Linked DNA regions of Mus musculus: region 1 is linked to region 2. A link is a contact called in public HiChIP or PLAC-seq data. All regions are on one chromosome and are shown on one strand. The core of a region is the stretch at or near the end of the contact, and the rest is flanking DNA. Distances in the headings are between cores, read along the strand shown. Region 1 overlaps Kcnq5 (potassium voltage-gated channel, subfamily Q, member 5). Region 2 overlaps Kcnq5 (potassium voltage-gated channel, subfamily Q, member 5).

Region 1 (7,908 bases), core at 1,196-3,695, 340 kb before region 2:
TAATTCTTTATCATCTATAGGTAGGATTCTGTAAAACACTCTTAAAACACTCTGTAAACACCCAAATATAAAAGATAATCTCTCTGTACTCTCCACTGGACTTCTAATTGCAGTTGAATGTGTACGTCCACAGTGTTGTTTGTTTGCCCTGAGACTTGGTTCCCATGTTATCCTTGCCCTTTCTCATGATTTTCTTAACAAAACTTGTCAAGCATTACCTTTGTTCACAAGGCTTTGGAGGCTGTTCAAATGTGCCAGAACAGACACGCTGGTGAGCAAGGGTGAGTCACTATCTCCCTCCTGTGTCAGGGATCTGCTGACAGATACTAATGGCTGTTGTCATTGAACTTAACCTAAAGCTATGGTGAAGGAAAAAAAAAAAAAAACAAGGGCTGGATCACGTTTAGCCAAGACAACTGAGATACTGGATTTTTTTGGTTTGGGTTTTGTTTTTGTTTTTTTCCCCCTTCAACAGCCCCATGGATTATATATAGATAAAGGGTTGTTATTTTCAAGTCTGTGGCAGATTTCAAGGCACCATCTTTTTTTTTAAAGTAACCTTAATATAATTTTGACTATAAGAAACAGGAAAAAAAGAAAAAAAATGGCATTAAGGAGAATGCATTGAAATTCAAAAGCGCAGATGATGATAAGTCAAGATCCAGTGATCCTCTCACCTTATTATGGTACAAAGTGATGTTACAGCCTAATTAGCCACATGGAACACTACTTCTCATTATTTGTATCCTTCTTAAAATAATTACTTATACCTGTGAACTGCCTTTAAAATATTCCAGGAAAGCTGTCTTACATGAGAACTCTTTTGGGTATCATCTACGGAGTATTTCAATCGGTAAAGGATGATTTTCACAGATTTTTAAATTCTTTAAGTAAAAGACAGATTAAGAAAAAGGATCAGCTCTTGCAAGCTGGAGTTCAGTGAGACTTTGCCTATCACAGCAAGATTTATTTTGAATAATATAACTACTTCAGAAAATTGTCTTTTTCAGCACACAGCCTATGGTGGATTGAATGAGAACTGCCCCCATAGATATTTAAGTGTTTGGATAGATATTTGAGATATTTAACGGTTGTTGGACTGTTCTGGGAAGGATTAGGGCATTGCTGGATGTGGAGGTGTGCCACTGGAGGTGGGTTCTGACATTTCAAAAGCCCATACCATGCCTAAGCTAAATCTCTCTCTGCTTCTTGCCTGAGGATGAGGACGTAAGCTCTCACCTACCTTTCCAGTGCCATGCCTGCCTGCCTGTCACCATGCTTCCTGCTATGATGAGTGTGGACTAACCCTCTGAAATTGTAAGCAAGCCTCCCATTAAATGTTTTCCTTTATACTATTTGCTTTGCTCATGGTGTCTCTTCACAGCAATGGAACAGTAACCAAGTCATAGTATGAACATTAAATAAGCAAGTGATGTGGGAGGATGTGGGCTGACCACATGAGATGTAGGTAATCTTGCTGGACGTGAAAGAACAACAAAGAGAGGGCTGAGAAATTAGTTTATGATGAAGAATAGAGATTGAGTTGACATATAGTGTTTCTTTTTAAATCATAACCTGTTCTTAAAAGCAAATACTTCTCTCATAAAAAAAGTATGTGTATAAACAAACACACACACACACACATATATATATACATATATATATGTATATATATATATATATATATATATATATATTAAGAGATAGAACCAAGTTTAGATAAACTCCAGCTGCCTTTAGATTGAGTTGGTTATAGTGACCTTCCTATGGAAGACCAGGCCCTAGGACGCTCTATTTGAAACACACAGACATCTTTTTATAACAACAGTTTGTTGGGAATTATTTAAAAGTCAAATTTTAATAAGAATATTGAGCCAAACCTCAGGCTTACTGAATCAGCATCTGAATTTTCACAAAAATACTCAATGATCTAAATTGTATTGGAATTTGAGAAGCACCTATGATATGAAGTACAGCTATCATAATGGGAGGTGAATCTAAGTGCTGACACCTTAATTCCTATTGATTAAGAACATTCTTGCTGCTTTCTGTCTTCAGGAGAAAGGAGGACGGTACTAAACTGTATGTAATATGTACGTATATTATACGTACAATGAATATAAAATGTAATAATGACTTTGGGTGAAAAATCTCATTAAACCAGACTGTTGTTCCTTAAGCTTGTAAAAAAATGCTTTTCCATTTTTTGTTTTTGTTTTTCATTACTGAGGGCACCAAGTATAGGAAAATTCAGTCTCTGTTAGTCCCATGTACTTACCAGGAGAACTCCTCCTCAGATGAGGCAAGAAGTCCCTGTCCTGCATTTGGACCCATCATAAGTTCATGCTGTGCCAGGGCAAATGAGTGTTTTTTCCCCCGCACTGGCTATGACATGCTCACACATGAATGTATTTCATTCAGAAAAAGTAAAGGCTTAGAATGGCTTAGGCTGCCTTAACGGGAAACAGATGTGTCATGGTGCACCCACTCCCTGACCACCTGTGGTTTGCCCATGACTCAACTTTCCTCAATAAAGGGAGTTAACTCTTGGATCCTGAGCAAACTCTAAATTACATATTTACTTTCTTCTTTCCCATATTTCTCTTCACTGTTCCTTACGATTATAGGATCTGACTATTGAGAGACATTTCAATAAACTAAACAAGGAAGTGTCACCGATCCAAGAATTATCATTGAACAGTGTCTTCCTCGCTGGGATTTAGACTGAGGTTCTGTTAAAAGCGTAGCTAGAACGTTAATTTAACCAACCAATTAGAAAGTGATTTTTATTTTGTATTTAAAGTCACCTGGCTATGAAATACTTCTAACTGCTGGTGTTTTTAGTTGAGGGGAGGAATTATGCTCTTATGCTTTGGGGGCCTTTGATTAATTACTTACTCCGCAGCTGCCCCAATCATAGAATAATTTAGACAAACTAATATAATATTTATTATATTTCAACTTAGGTAACACCTGCAGTTATAGCCCACCATAAGCTTCATCCTGCAGGTACTTTCAAGTAGCCAAAAGGAAGGATTTGAACTTCTTTATACTTTGTTTTTCCTGACATGCCCTGTGCTCTTTTTATTCACAGAAAACATGCAGGGAAATGATCTAACCAACCACAGGTAGGTGGATGGAAAACACAGGCACAAATAGTCCACAGGGGAAATAGTCATGTCTTGAGGACTCACTGACAATATTCTAGAAAATATTTTTTTTCAATGTATGCCATCAACTTGGCTTGGCCTTTTAAGATGATATTTCTGTATCTGTCTTTCCTTTTCATAGCATTACCTAATGGAAAGTGCAATATAAACAATGTAACTTGTCATGGAATTATATGACATCAATGGGCCATGTTGCAATTAAAACACCTCACAATGGAGTAAATAGAAGCAAAACCATCAAAAACAAAAACCAGAAACAAAACTTCAGTGTTATTTTATTGCTTATGGTTTTCCATGCAAATGGCATGAACCTTACATTTTACAAAATTTTAGCTTGTGTATTTTGGTGTGCAAATGGCTTCCAAAATGACACATTGCAAATTTTATATACCTTTTGTAAATTCACAGACTTAAATGATAGACAAGCTAATATCCTGGAGCAGTGTAGTCTATGGGAAACTTGGGACATTTCCTAGGAGTGTTTGAGTCCAAATGTGTTTACCATGTCTATCCAGCATAAAGAAATGACCTGTGGGATTAGATCATACTAAAGGGTGCCTAGAAGGCAACTGCAATATCATTTGTGAGATGTAATGTTAAGTTTGAAACAATTATAACTCCAAATGATAGATTTTGAGCCACAGGGCTATTTAAAAGTTCACTTAGGCAAGAAAACACTTAGTGACTTATCAATGCTCTCAGAGTGAATTAATTTACTAAGCCATAAAACCAAATGGGAGTATATTGTGGAAAAAGGCTGTGGTATAAAATGATGATCATTCTAATATTGAGCTCTTTTTAAAAGTAAGTTAATTTTGTAATAGCCAAAATATGATGCTTTAGACGTCCATTCCTTTAATGGACTAATAACATATAACACCATAGGCATTTCAGACTGTTGTTCCACGTGCTCAATTGACTTTAACTATTTAAGACTTTAAAAATATGTGTTGGTGTATTTTGCCTCTGTGTGTGTGTGTGTGTGTGTGTGTGTGTGTGTGTGTGTGTGTGTGCATCATATGCATGTCTAATGGAGGTCAGAAGAGGGTGTCAGTACCTTGGAACTAGGGTTACAGATGAGCAATGATATGGGGGCTGGGAATAGAACATGTGTCCTTAAAAGCAAGTTAAAAGTTAAAAGCAAGAGCACATGTCTTTAACTGCTGAGCCACTCCTTCAACCCCCATCCAAGACTTCTAATGTCATTCCATCAATATGTATTTAGTATGTTTCATCCTTTTACATGATAACTTAAAAATAAATTATCATCTAATTCTCACAGTTGACCCAAAATAATTTTTGTGATGTTTGTGTAAGTTGAACTAGTACTAGGGTGAAAAATATGGCAAAATATGGTTCCTAGCATTATGAAGCTTGTATTTGCTGAAGAGAAAAAAAATTAGCTTTAATTTAATAAAGGTTATTCAAAAGGGTGTTATGGGAAGGAGAGGGAGAGGGAGAGGGAGAGGGAGGAGAGGGAGAGGGAGAGGGAGAGGGAGAGGGAGAGGGAGAGGGAAGAGGGAAGAGGGAAGAGGGAAGAGGGAAGAGGGAAGAGGGAAGAGGGAAGAGGGAAGAGGGAAGAGGGAAGAGGGAAGAGGGAAGAGGGAAGAGGGAAGAGGGAAGAGGGAAGAGGGAAGAGGGAAGAGGGAAGAGGGAAGAGGGAGAGGGAGGAGAGGGAGAGGGAGAGGGAAGAGGGAAGAGGGAAGAGGGAGAGGGAGAGGGAGAGAGAGGGAGAGGGAGAGAGAGCTAAAAAATAGATTTTGATTCTGATTCAGAATTTTGAAGAAAAGCAATGGTTTTCAGAGAAGATAATTTCAGGGAGAGAGCACCATACAATCTAAGGCCTGGTTTTTTTGTTTTTTTTTTTTTTAATACAAATTGAGTTTAGTTAGTGAACCACTGAGTATGATTTGGGTCTAGAACAAGAAAACTAATATATTAGAAAATAAATTGAAATTGTATTTGAGAAGACTTGAAATGTATGCTATATGATTTAGGCAAGAATATTATGTTGTAAAACTCACATTACACTAGAAATTCATATCTGAAGAGATTCAAGGAAAAAAACTAAGTGAAGGTAGTTCCTATGTATTGCAGTAGGTTTAAAACTTAGTACTTAGTCAAAAATAATAGAATGAAGCAGTGCCTTTTGTACTAATGCAGTGCTTTTCTGTTGCTGTGATAAAACACTGACCAGAAGCAAAGTGGGTGAGAAGAGATTGATTTTAGCTTCTGGTTATATAGCCCAGTTATGGAGCAAAGCCAAGGAACCCAAGGCAGGACCTTTAAGAATATCACTTGCTCTTTACTGTTTCTAGGGTAAGGGTCAGCTCCCTTTCCTACATGGCCTAGGACCACCTAACCAAGGATGGCATTATTTCTAGTGGGCTGGACCTTCTTAAACCAACTATCATCAAGACAGTGCCCGATGGGCTGATCTGAACTTAGATTCCAGATGTGTAAAATTGACAACACAACTAATGCGGATGGATATCCACTAATTGATCTTATATTCTAATAATTTTTTTGTTAAGTAAATTACTTAAGGCATTTCTAATTACAAGACCATTTTTGAGTTAAATTCTATAAAACTAATGGTATTTGTCTTCTGTTTACTCTTAAAAAATGAACTTTTCAAATAATTTCAAGTATTTGATAAATTAACATTCTAAACATATTTCTATACATTACATTTCTCCTACTTACATAAAAAGTAACTTGACGGGACGCAAGTCAGCCACTGTAAATAAAATTTAATCACATCATATTGTAACAACAGAGAAGAATAATATATAGTTTTCCAAGAGAAGCACCCTAGGAAAATACGTTCATATATCATCAATCAGTGTGTACGGAAGGTATCTTAGAAAAATATATGCACCTTTGTGTATATCCATTTATTATTTTCTTTGTAGAGTATTCTTTCATGAGGAAATTAAATACCTAAGAAACAATACTTTATTTTTTTAAAGATGTCTTTATTTTTTTAGACAGGGTGTCACTATGTTGCTCTGTTTGACATGAAACTCACAAAGATCCATTTGCCTGTGCCTCCTGAATCCTGAGATTAAAGGCATGTGGCACATCAGTAACGCTGGTTAGACCCTGGAAGAGGAGGTGGCAAGTTTGTGTGTGGGATGGGGTAGTGGAGGCTGCACAAAGGGTTCTAACACCTACTTTAATATTTCTAAGAACAAGCAGAAGCTACTTATAATTTTGCTAAACATAGTGTGTGTGTCTGTGTGTCTGTGTGTGTGTGCCTGTGTGTGTGTGTGTGTGTGTGTGTATGTATGTGAGTGAGAAAGACAGACAGACAGACAGACAAACATAGAATGTATGCAAGTACGGTGGACATATGGAAGATAGAATTTTCACTGGATCCCACCTCTAGCCAAAATACGGCTTCTAGTGACTTCTGAGAGAATTAGCCTCTCCCAAGGATGAGTGTTGTTCTGAGTTGTCCAATGCAGAGTAGACAACCCTGAAAAGCTGTTGATTTTTATGTGTTGATTTTGTTTCCTGCTACCTTAATTAACTCATCTACCAGTTTAAATGGTCTTTCAGTTTTTCTAAGTAGAGAATCATATAATCTGTAAATGGGAATAAATTAGATTTATCTCTGTGCATTTATTAGTTTCCCTTTAATTGATTTAGCTAAAATTCCTATTATACTGAAAAGGAGTTGTGAGAATAGACATTTTTCTCTCCTTTTTGTAAGCATTAAAGCTTTATTTAACTTTGTATTTTATTGGCTATTAGTTTGGCATGCAAAGGTTTTATCATGCACTTGTATGGTATTTCTGTACTTTAATTTCAAGACTTCTACTGTAAAGCAGTGTTTAATTTTACCAAGTTCTTTCTCTGCCTTTAATAAAATAATCACATGAGTTTTCACTTTATTATATTCCATGCTTCGTTATTATGCTTCTATATTTCCACCTGTTAAACTCTACATTAAGAGTTAAGAGCCAACTTGATAATACTATATAATCTTACATTTTATTTAATTCAATTTGTTATTTTTATAAGTAATTTTGTTACTGATCCTGATTTTCAGTTCTTCTTTATTTTATTAAGTGTCTGTCCTAACCTTTGACTGCCCATTTATTTATGTTATATATTATGTTATTTATTTTTATTTATCTATAGATAGTTTTATCATTTTAAAAATATAATAACCTGGTGTCTATAGTAAGAAGGCATGCCTGGGTCAAGTCTAGCTTGGCATTCCTTCTAACTTGCTTTATCTGACTTTAGTATCAGTTAGAAGATATAATAATTAAAACCAAGGAAAATAGACAGAAATCTCAGTGAATAATTATGAACACAGTCATTTAAGCTAGAAAGTGAGGAGAAGAGACCTTTGGCCTTCGAGAACTTTATGTTAGACAAAACACCCTAAAACCAAAGTAAAATATAGACACCACAGTTTTTCCTATTTCAAATTAGAACCTTGTTTGTCCAACCAGACACTAATTAATGAGAAACACCTCTAGCTGCATGAAATCCAATACCTTCGGAGAGAAATGACCTCCGTGCAGACATTCTTCCTTGAAGCTAAAGGGACGAGGTCTAGCTGCACAGACTATGGTCCATACATTTTAGGACATCAGTTTCATTCTTTCTGCTCTCTGTCTCTCTGTCATTCACATTATCACTAAATGGTTATTTTGGTGGAAAAAGGAATGCTCAATTCGAGATGGGTTCAGTTATGGTTAAGGAGGGCTATATATTATTA
Region 2 (7,922 bases), core at 4,974-7,473:
ACCACGGTGTTGGGGGCTGAGATGGGAGCTTCTTGCTGCAGATGAGGGAGTTAATAAAAACAGAGTTATTTGTGAGAAAACTTCATAGCCAGCCCTGCAGTTTCTCAAGACACTGAATTCTCTGGAGGTTGCTGTCAATCTGTTGAAGCTTATGTGATTCAAACTTGTACAGGTAAAAGTGCAGAGTGTTCAAGGAACCAGAGCTAAAGAGACAGGAAAGTCGTGTTCTGGGCCTTTTAGCTCTGCAGTCCTGCTACGTTCTGGTAGGGGAAACTGAGCACAGAGTTCTGTTTACTCAAAACGACGCACATGAACGCTTCAGAAATAGTTTTGAGAAATAAAATATATTAGTTGTGTGACTTATGGCTGTCTCAACCTGTTTCTTGCAGATACCATTGTTCTCATCGCTTCAATAGCAGTTGTCTCTGCAAAAACTCAGGGTAATATTTTCGCCACGTCAGCGCTCAGAAGTCTCCGGTTCCTACAGATCCTGCGTATGGTGCGCATGGACAGAAGGGGAGGGACCTGGAAGCTGCTCGGCTCTGTGGTTTATGCTCACAGCAAGGTAAAAGTGCGCTCTCTGCACCGTATAGGAAAATTTTTGAAATGTTCTGTTGATTGCAATGTTTAATAAACTTGACACAGGCAGTTGCTCCAGATTGTGTTTCAAGCTATTTGAAGCCCTGATGCGTAATGCATTACTTTAAAGCCTTTGTTATATTTCCTAGAAATAGGAGCATGATTGAACCATATGTAGAGTTCATGTTTCCATTTCCAAAAAAATATTGTCACCTCTAAAATGTTTCATTCCATTTATACCTAGGAATTAATCACAGCCTGGTACATTGGATTTCTGGTTCTTATTTTTTCATCCTTCCTTGTCTATCTTGTGGAAAAGGATGCCAATAAAGAGTTTTCGACATATGCGGATGCTCTCTGGTGGGGCACAGTAAGTATAAAAATCTGTTTTTATCTATTAGCTATTATGGAATGTCTCCGTTGAATATAACATAGTGGTTTTCAATGAATGGTCTCCGTGAAAATATTAACTTCCAAAAGGGATGAATATGGAAATGTATGGTATTTATTAAGTGATCTGAGGAGATTCTGTGCCTTTGGGGGCAAACAAAATTAAACTTACACATAAATTATCATTTATATTTTTTGAGTGCTCAGCAGTTTCTGAAGCAAAAAAATTACCATTTTGAAAATATGAAATGTTAGGATTATTTGTTTGAACTTTATTAACTTAAATAGACAATTAATGACATGATTTACCACTCCAGGAAAAAAGAGGAGTTTTAATTGTCAAAAGAAAGAAAGGAAGAAGCAGATGGTGGTCCAGGCCTGTAATCCCAGAAGTCTGAATACTAAGGCAGAACGGTCACAAGTTTAAAGTCAGCCTGGGCTCCATAGCATAACGCTTTCAAAAACATAACAAACACACAAAAATGGCAAAGCAGCTGAGTCAAAGAGAGAAAAATTAAATGCATCAATCACTCAAGAAGAGAATGCTGGTCACATCTGAGCTGGAAGATCAGAGATCATGTATACTTTATTATAATATTTCCCATTCAAAATTCCACCTTTTCCTTATACTGCTACAAATATTGTTCAAAGAAGGTAAAAGCAAAGAATGACACTTGTCATACAAATAGAAAATAACTGGGCATGAAAATAACTGGGCATGTGACGAGCGCCTTTGGTCCCAGCACTAGGGAGGCAGAGACAGGTAGATCTCTGTGAGTTCAAAGCCAGCCTGGTCTATAGAGAAAGTTCTAGGACAGGCAGGGCTACACAGAGAAACCCTGTCTCAGAGAGAGAGAGAGAAATAGAGAATATTAAAAATTAAATGCATGCTTCCTATTATATTTAATTCATTTTAAAAATGCATTAGTCACATGTGACAGTCAGTTCATAATACTGAGCAGACCCCAGAAAAAATTCCTAAATGTCAGGATATTGAAACATAGGATAAATAAAGGGAAATCTGTCTGCTTTCACGGTATAGGAAGCAGATCAGTGAACATCCACTACATATAATTTACTTACACATATATGGCAAAAATTATTTTTTCAAATATTTATTGTTGCTATGTGTTATCTACAATTCACAGAGCTGCAAAATAGCTCAGAAAAGTCATGAAGATGCAGAACACAATAGTCTGGAAAGAGTGTACTGTGAATAATGCATTTTTTTTCTTTCAGACAAAAATTCTCCCTGCATTGTGAAGAATTTACAAAACAGTCACTTGGAACCCACTCTCTAAAAAGAATTTATAGTACATGGGAATACTTTATACAAGATAAAAATTATAGTTCTTATTTTATATGGTTATGGTGTTTTAAAAGAGAGTTACATGGAAACATACAAAATTTATAATTGTGAGAGATATTTCTATTTTATTCTTGAGATTATAATTCCAACATTGCTTCCTTCCATTTCGCCTTCCAAACCCTCCCCTATAGCCTACTCCATTCTCCTTCAAATTCATGACTTCTTTTACTTACTAATTACTAATATATATATATATATATGTGTGTGTGTGTGTGTGTGTGTGTGTGTGTGTGTGTGTGTGTGTGTGTGTATTCCTCAATATTACCTGCACAGTACATATAACATTACTTGTATGTACATTTTCAGGGCTGACCATTTGGCCCTAAACAACCAACTGGTGTGCTCTTCTGTGGGGAAGACCACCTCTTCCATTCCTAGATTTCTTCAGTTGCCTACACCTCTATGTCTAGGGTTGAGGCTTCCTGGGCTTTTCTCCATCCCCTTTGTGCTGTCCATTGGTGTTGTCCTTGTTCAGCTCACGTTTGGGCAGTCATGTTAATGACCATCTATGGGTGGAGCGTGTGATATTACTAGGAGACACAACCTCACAGAAAACTCCTGATTCTCTGATTCTGACACTCTTATTACCACCTTTTCTGCAATGCCCTGAGTCTAGGACGCAAGAGTGTTTTGTAGATGTATCCACTGGGACCAGGCTCTAGAGTTCTTCATTTTGATTGGTTGTAGTTTTCTGCAGTAAACTCTGTTGCAAAGAGAAGTCTCCTTGATGAAAGGTGAAGACTATTCTAATCTGTGGGTGTACATAATTAAGTTTATATTGTTAGAGAATAGGTTGGTTTACCAAATTATTAACTATAGATTCTCCTACAGTGACCATGGCTTCATTAGCAGTGCATAGTTAGCTAGGTTTCCACTAGCAGAAATGATTTTTCTTCTTGTTTAACAGAATGTCAGTCCAATTAGAGAGCTGTTGCTTACTACTAAGGTGTGTGGGCTACTCCGGTACCAACAGTTATTGTTTTGTAGATGCACTTCATAGGAATCACAGTTGGATAGGACAATTGGTTGCTTCCCTCTTGTAGAAGCTCACATAGTACCTTCTGATACCAAGAAATCTAGTCATCAGGGAGGGGACATTCAGGGCAGTTCCAGCTCAGGATTTACAGAGTTCATGGTGTCATCAGCAAAAGGAACTAACTTCCTCCCCTAGGGAGGTAACTACAGGCAACAGTAATAGACTGTATGCTTTGGGAGTCTCTTAGACAAAACAAGTGAAAAGACATCTTTCTCGTGTCTGTATTGATACTTTTGTTATGTGGTCTTTGGCACTTGGAGGGAAGATGCTCATCCCAGATGAGAAAAGTTTGCTAAAACTATGCATGTATGTTTAAATATGAAATTAGGTGTATTATGGGGTTATTTTATACTTGGATAGTTAGTCTGATTTCTTGTTGCTGTTTCAGAATCTTTATTGGTATTTTACACACCTCCCTCCTTCTTTTGTATTCAACCCCCTTCCTTCCGCTTCCCCAAGAATCCCTCAGTTTTCTTCTTTCCTCTCTCAGTCCACTTGTATACTGCTATTCTCCTTGCCCTCCTTCTGTTTCTTCCATATTCTCCTCTCTCCTTCTCCCTCAAGAGTCCTTTTCCCATTTGTGTAAATTTTTTTCCACTCCTTTTGTTCTGCAGAGGAAAATTCACTTATAAATCACTCTTGAATGCTAGCCAGCTTTTTTGCCAATCTATGAACGAACGTGTCATCATCTTGGCCTGTGACTGAGGCACTGCTGGATTTGTGTTTGCCTTTTCAGGAGCACAGACTTGAGTTGGTATTGTCTAATAATCCACTGTTCATCCAAAGCTCATTTATGTGGCTAGAACTCCTGTGAGAGACAGTGAAAATTTGTCAGGACTAAAGCAGAATTTGATATATTTTTGATTATATAGTAGTCATTACATGAATAAAAGTTAGAGATATGTTCCCCTACATTTAAGGCTGTTAGAAACATTGAGTGCATGTCTTCAAGATTGTGCTGTTGGTGAGAGTGTAGTCTATTATTTAAAAAACAGGTTATACGATGAAAGAGAAAAATATCTTCGCTGAGTGTACATCAGTCAAAAAAATCAGCATCTAAAATATATAAACTGTAAAAATTCAACATAAAAATTCCATCAGGTCAGTAAATGAGCTAATGACCTTGACAGACAATTCTCAAAAGAACTAAAATAAATAGCGAACAGGTACTTGAAAATATATATATATATATATATATATATATATATATATATATATATATATATATATGTATGTATGTATGTATATATATATATATATATATATATATATATATATTCAAAACTTAGCCATAGAGGAAATGTAAATTAAAACTGTTTGGGAACGTTCCCACCTCAGACAGAATGGCTCTTGTCAAGGAAATGCATGACAGTAAATGCTAGTGAAGATAGGGAGAAGAGGAAAACATATACACTGTTGGTGGGAATGTGTACTGAACAGCCACTGTGGGAATCATTGTGGAATTTCTTCAACAAACTAAAAAGGACTCTATCACTACCGAGTGTATTCTCAAGGGACTCTAAGTCAGCATGCTATGAGGCACAAGCACACGATGCTTACTATAGCACTGTTCATAGTACCTAGGCAATAGAACCAGATTGGATGTGCATGTTTTTCTCTAAGATGAGGAGTCTAGATATGAACAAATGTGAGTGCATGTATGTGCACACATTCACATGCATCCATAGTCCCATAAAAGTAGATAGACAATTGTGGAGGGTTTTTTTTTCTGCCACAAAGGAAAATGCAACCATAGCATCTGTAGGAAAGTGGATGCAAATGGAGATTGTCATTGTCACAGTGAAATAATCCTGATGCAGAAAAACTAACAATGCATGCCTTCTCTAATGTGGAAAGTCTAGACATAGATGTGTGTTTGTGTGTATGCGCGCACAGTAGTTCATATGTACATACGTGTACACACACATACTGCACCCTTAGCCCCATGAAACCCATAGGGTATCATGTGAGAGGAGAAAGAGGTTGATGCCTGTGGTAGGGAGAAGAGAGGATAATGAAATGCATGCAACATACAAAGGTAGGGAGAAATATAATCAGAAAAAGCAACACAGTTGGGATGCCAGAGGAATTTGGGAGAGGGATGAGTCAGAACAAAATCATATAATGGCATGCATGCATGAGAAAAAAATATCATGGCATGCACATATGAGAAGTGTTACATAATAAGAGAAAGCGTCATAGTGAAACTCATTGCTTTATGAGTTAACTCACAAAGTCAATTTAGAAAAAAAAATTGTTTCATTTCCAACTCTTCCTCCCTACACACAAGAAACACTGGGCAAAGGATAGAGATCAGAAATAGACTTGAAATTCTTTTTTTTTTTAGGTATTTTACTCGTTTACATTTTTAATGCTATCCCAAAGGTCCCCCATACCCACCCCCCCAATCCCCTACCCACCCACTCCCCCTTTTTGGCCCTGGCGTTCCCCTGTACTGGGACATTCTTGAAATACCTCTAATAAACAGAAAGTAAATGAAATCCTGTTATTTGTGGTGAGATATGGTGTAACCTGAGAAAGTGGGTGGGTTTTCATGGGATCGAGGGAAGGCAATTCATAGCCCAACCTTTCTGCAGCAGTCTGAATTCATGTGTGGCGTTTGCTTCTCTTGGATAATTCAAATACATTTCAGTTGATGGAGATATTCAGGGGCACCTGTTCCCCCTTTGAGATGCAGTTGCTGGCAAATTAAGCCTGGCACCTTTTTATCTCTCTTTCCATTCTTCCTCTCTCTTTTTTTTATTACCAATACAAATTGCTGTGTTGTGTGTTAAACTGTGTGTGGGAAACTCTCAATATACCCTTGCTTAGTCACCAGCCAGCTAGCTTCTCGGCAGCGCCACGAACAAAGCAAGCTTTCAAAGGTCATCTCTGCGATGTGTAGGGAGAAGCAGCGTATTTTCAATGATTTCCTCTTCGAGAAGGCTGTTTTGACTGCTGTTTAACCTGTGCTTTACAGGCTTCTCAATGGCCTAATTATGTTTCCATAAAAAAAAAAACCACTAGGCTTGATATCAAAGTAAAAATAAGTAAATAAAAAGATCGTTCAGCATACCAAGCTTCTAGGAATGAAAATAAGGGCTTATGACTCTGAAACAGTTTTGTTTATATTGGCTGACTCATTAATGGAGTTGTCTGAAGGTTAAAAAAAAACATGAAATGTAGTTAAGAGAGATTATTATTTCTATTCATTACAAAAACAGCATATAGTAGATCTGAGTGCTAAGGAAATTTAGATTATTGATAGTGACTTATAATATGTCACTAAAGACCTTTGTGGAAAGCTTGTTTATGTCATTTTTAATTGAAATTGTCCCTGTTGCATATGATGGGGTCCTCAATAACTCTGGAGTATCTAGATTAAATGGGAAAATAAGACCACCCTAAACTGGAGTACACCACCCTACACTGAAGTGTGCCACTCTAAACTGGAGTGTTTATTAGTTCTAGGCTTTATGAAAAGCGGAATTCTCCTTAGTAAGAGTCCAAAATACCAACATTTGATACCAGAATTCACTTTGTGTTCCATCTATAAATACAGTACCCCACTAAATTCCAAGTTTTAAAAGTAAAGATCCTTGATTTAAGATAGGAAGAGCTGTCCCCAGCATCAATATTTAGGGAGATACAGGAGTGTGGTCAGCAGTGATCAATGCCAAAGTACAGGTTTTTTTTTAATTAGGTATTTTCTTATTTTACATTTCAAATGCTATCCCAAAAGTCCCCCATACCCTCCCCCACCAACTCCCCTACCCACTCACTCCCACTTCTTGGCCCTGGTGTTCCCCTGTACTGAGGCATAAAAACTTTGCAAGACCAAGGGGACTCTCTTCCCAATGATGGCCAACTAGGCCATCTTCTGCTACATATGCAGCTAGAGACACAAGCTCTGGGGATACTGGTTAGTTCATATTGTTGTTCCACCAATATGGTCGCAGACTCCTTTAGCTCCTTGGGTACTTTCTCTAGCTCCTCCATTGGGGGCCCTGTGTTCCATCCAATAGCTGACTATGAGCATCCACTTCTGTGTTTGCCAGGCACCGGCATAGCCTCACAAGAGACAGCTATATCAAGGTCCTTTCAGCAAAATCTTGCTGGCGTATGCAATGGTGTCTGTGTTTGGAGGCTAATTATGGGATGGATCCCTGGGTGCTGCAGTCTCTAGATGGCCCATCCTTTCATCTCAGCTCCAAACTTTGTCTCTGTAATTCCTTCCATGGGTGATTGTTTCCAATTCTAAGAAGGGGCAAAGTGTCCACACTTTGGTCTTCTTTCTTCTTGAGTTTCATGTGTTTTGAAAATTGTATCTTGGGTATTCTGAGTTTCTGGGCTAATATCCACTTGTCAGTGAGTACATATCATGTGAGTTCTTTTGTGATTGGGTTACCTCACTCAGGATGATACCCTCCAGGTCCATCCATTTGCCTAGGAATTTCATAAATTCATTCTTTTTAATAGCTGAGTAGTACTCCATTGTGTAAATGTACCACATTTTCTGTATCCATTCCTCTGTTGAGGGGCATCTGG

The links. HiChIP or PLAC-seq counts read pairs in DNA pulled down with a chosen protein or histone mark.
Region 1: a contact with region 2 is called in a FOXA1 HiChIP or PLAC-seq map of pancreatic cancer cells. The contact joins two enhancer-like sites. A contact is called at or near these places in 1 of 484 Hi-C or Micro-C datasets (cortical neurons) and 3 of 115 datasets of contacts at active chromatin or transcription factors (bone marrow-derived macrophages, cardiomyocytes and pancreatic cancer cells).

Annotation. Positions count from the first base shown.
Region 1 is chr1:21,831,103-21,839,010 of GRCm38.p6, reverse strand. The region is part of intron 1 of Kcnq5 (potassium voltage-gated channel, subfamily Q, member 5); the gene reads left to right. Among named protein-coding and RNA genes, the nearest start is that of Kcnq5, 130 kb to the left of the region's middle. Within about 2 kb of position 2,445, at least 25 of the 459 cell types and tissues checked have an H3K27ac peak or open chromatin away from gene starts, as enhancers often do. A contact at or near this core is called in pancreatic cancer cells, where this site is marked.
Region 2 is chr1:21,498,327-21,506,248 of GRCm38.p6, reverse strand. It overlaps Kcnq5 (potassium voltage-gated channel, subfamily Q, member 5), which reads left to right. Exons shown (of 14, transcript NM_023872.3): 4 at 390-565; 5 at 824-949. Among named protein-coding and RNA genes, the nearest start is that of Khdc1b, 120 kb to the right of the region's middle. Within about 2 kb of position 6,223, at least 30 of the 459 cell types and tissues checked have an H3K27ac peak or open chromatin away from gene starts, as enhancers often do. A contact at or near this core is called in pancreatic cancer cells, where this site is marked.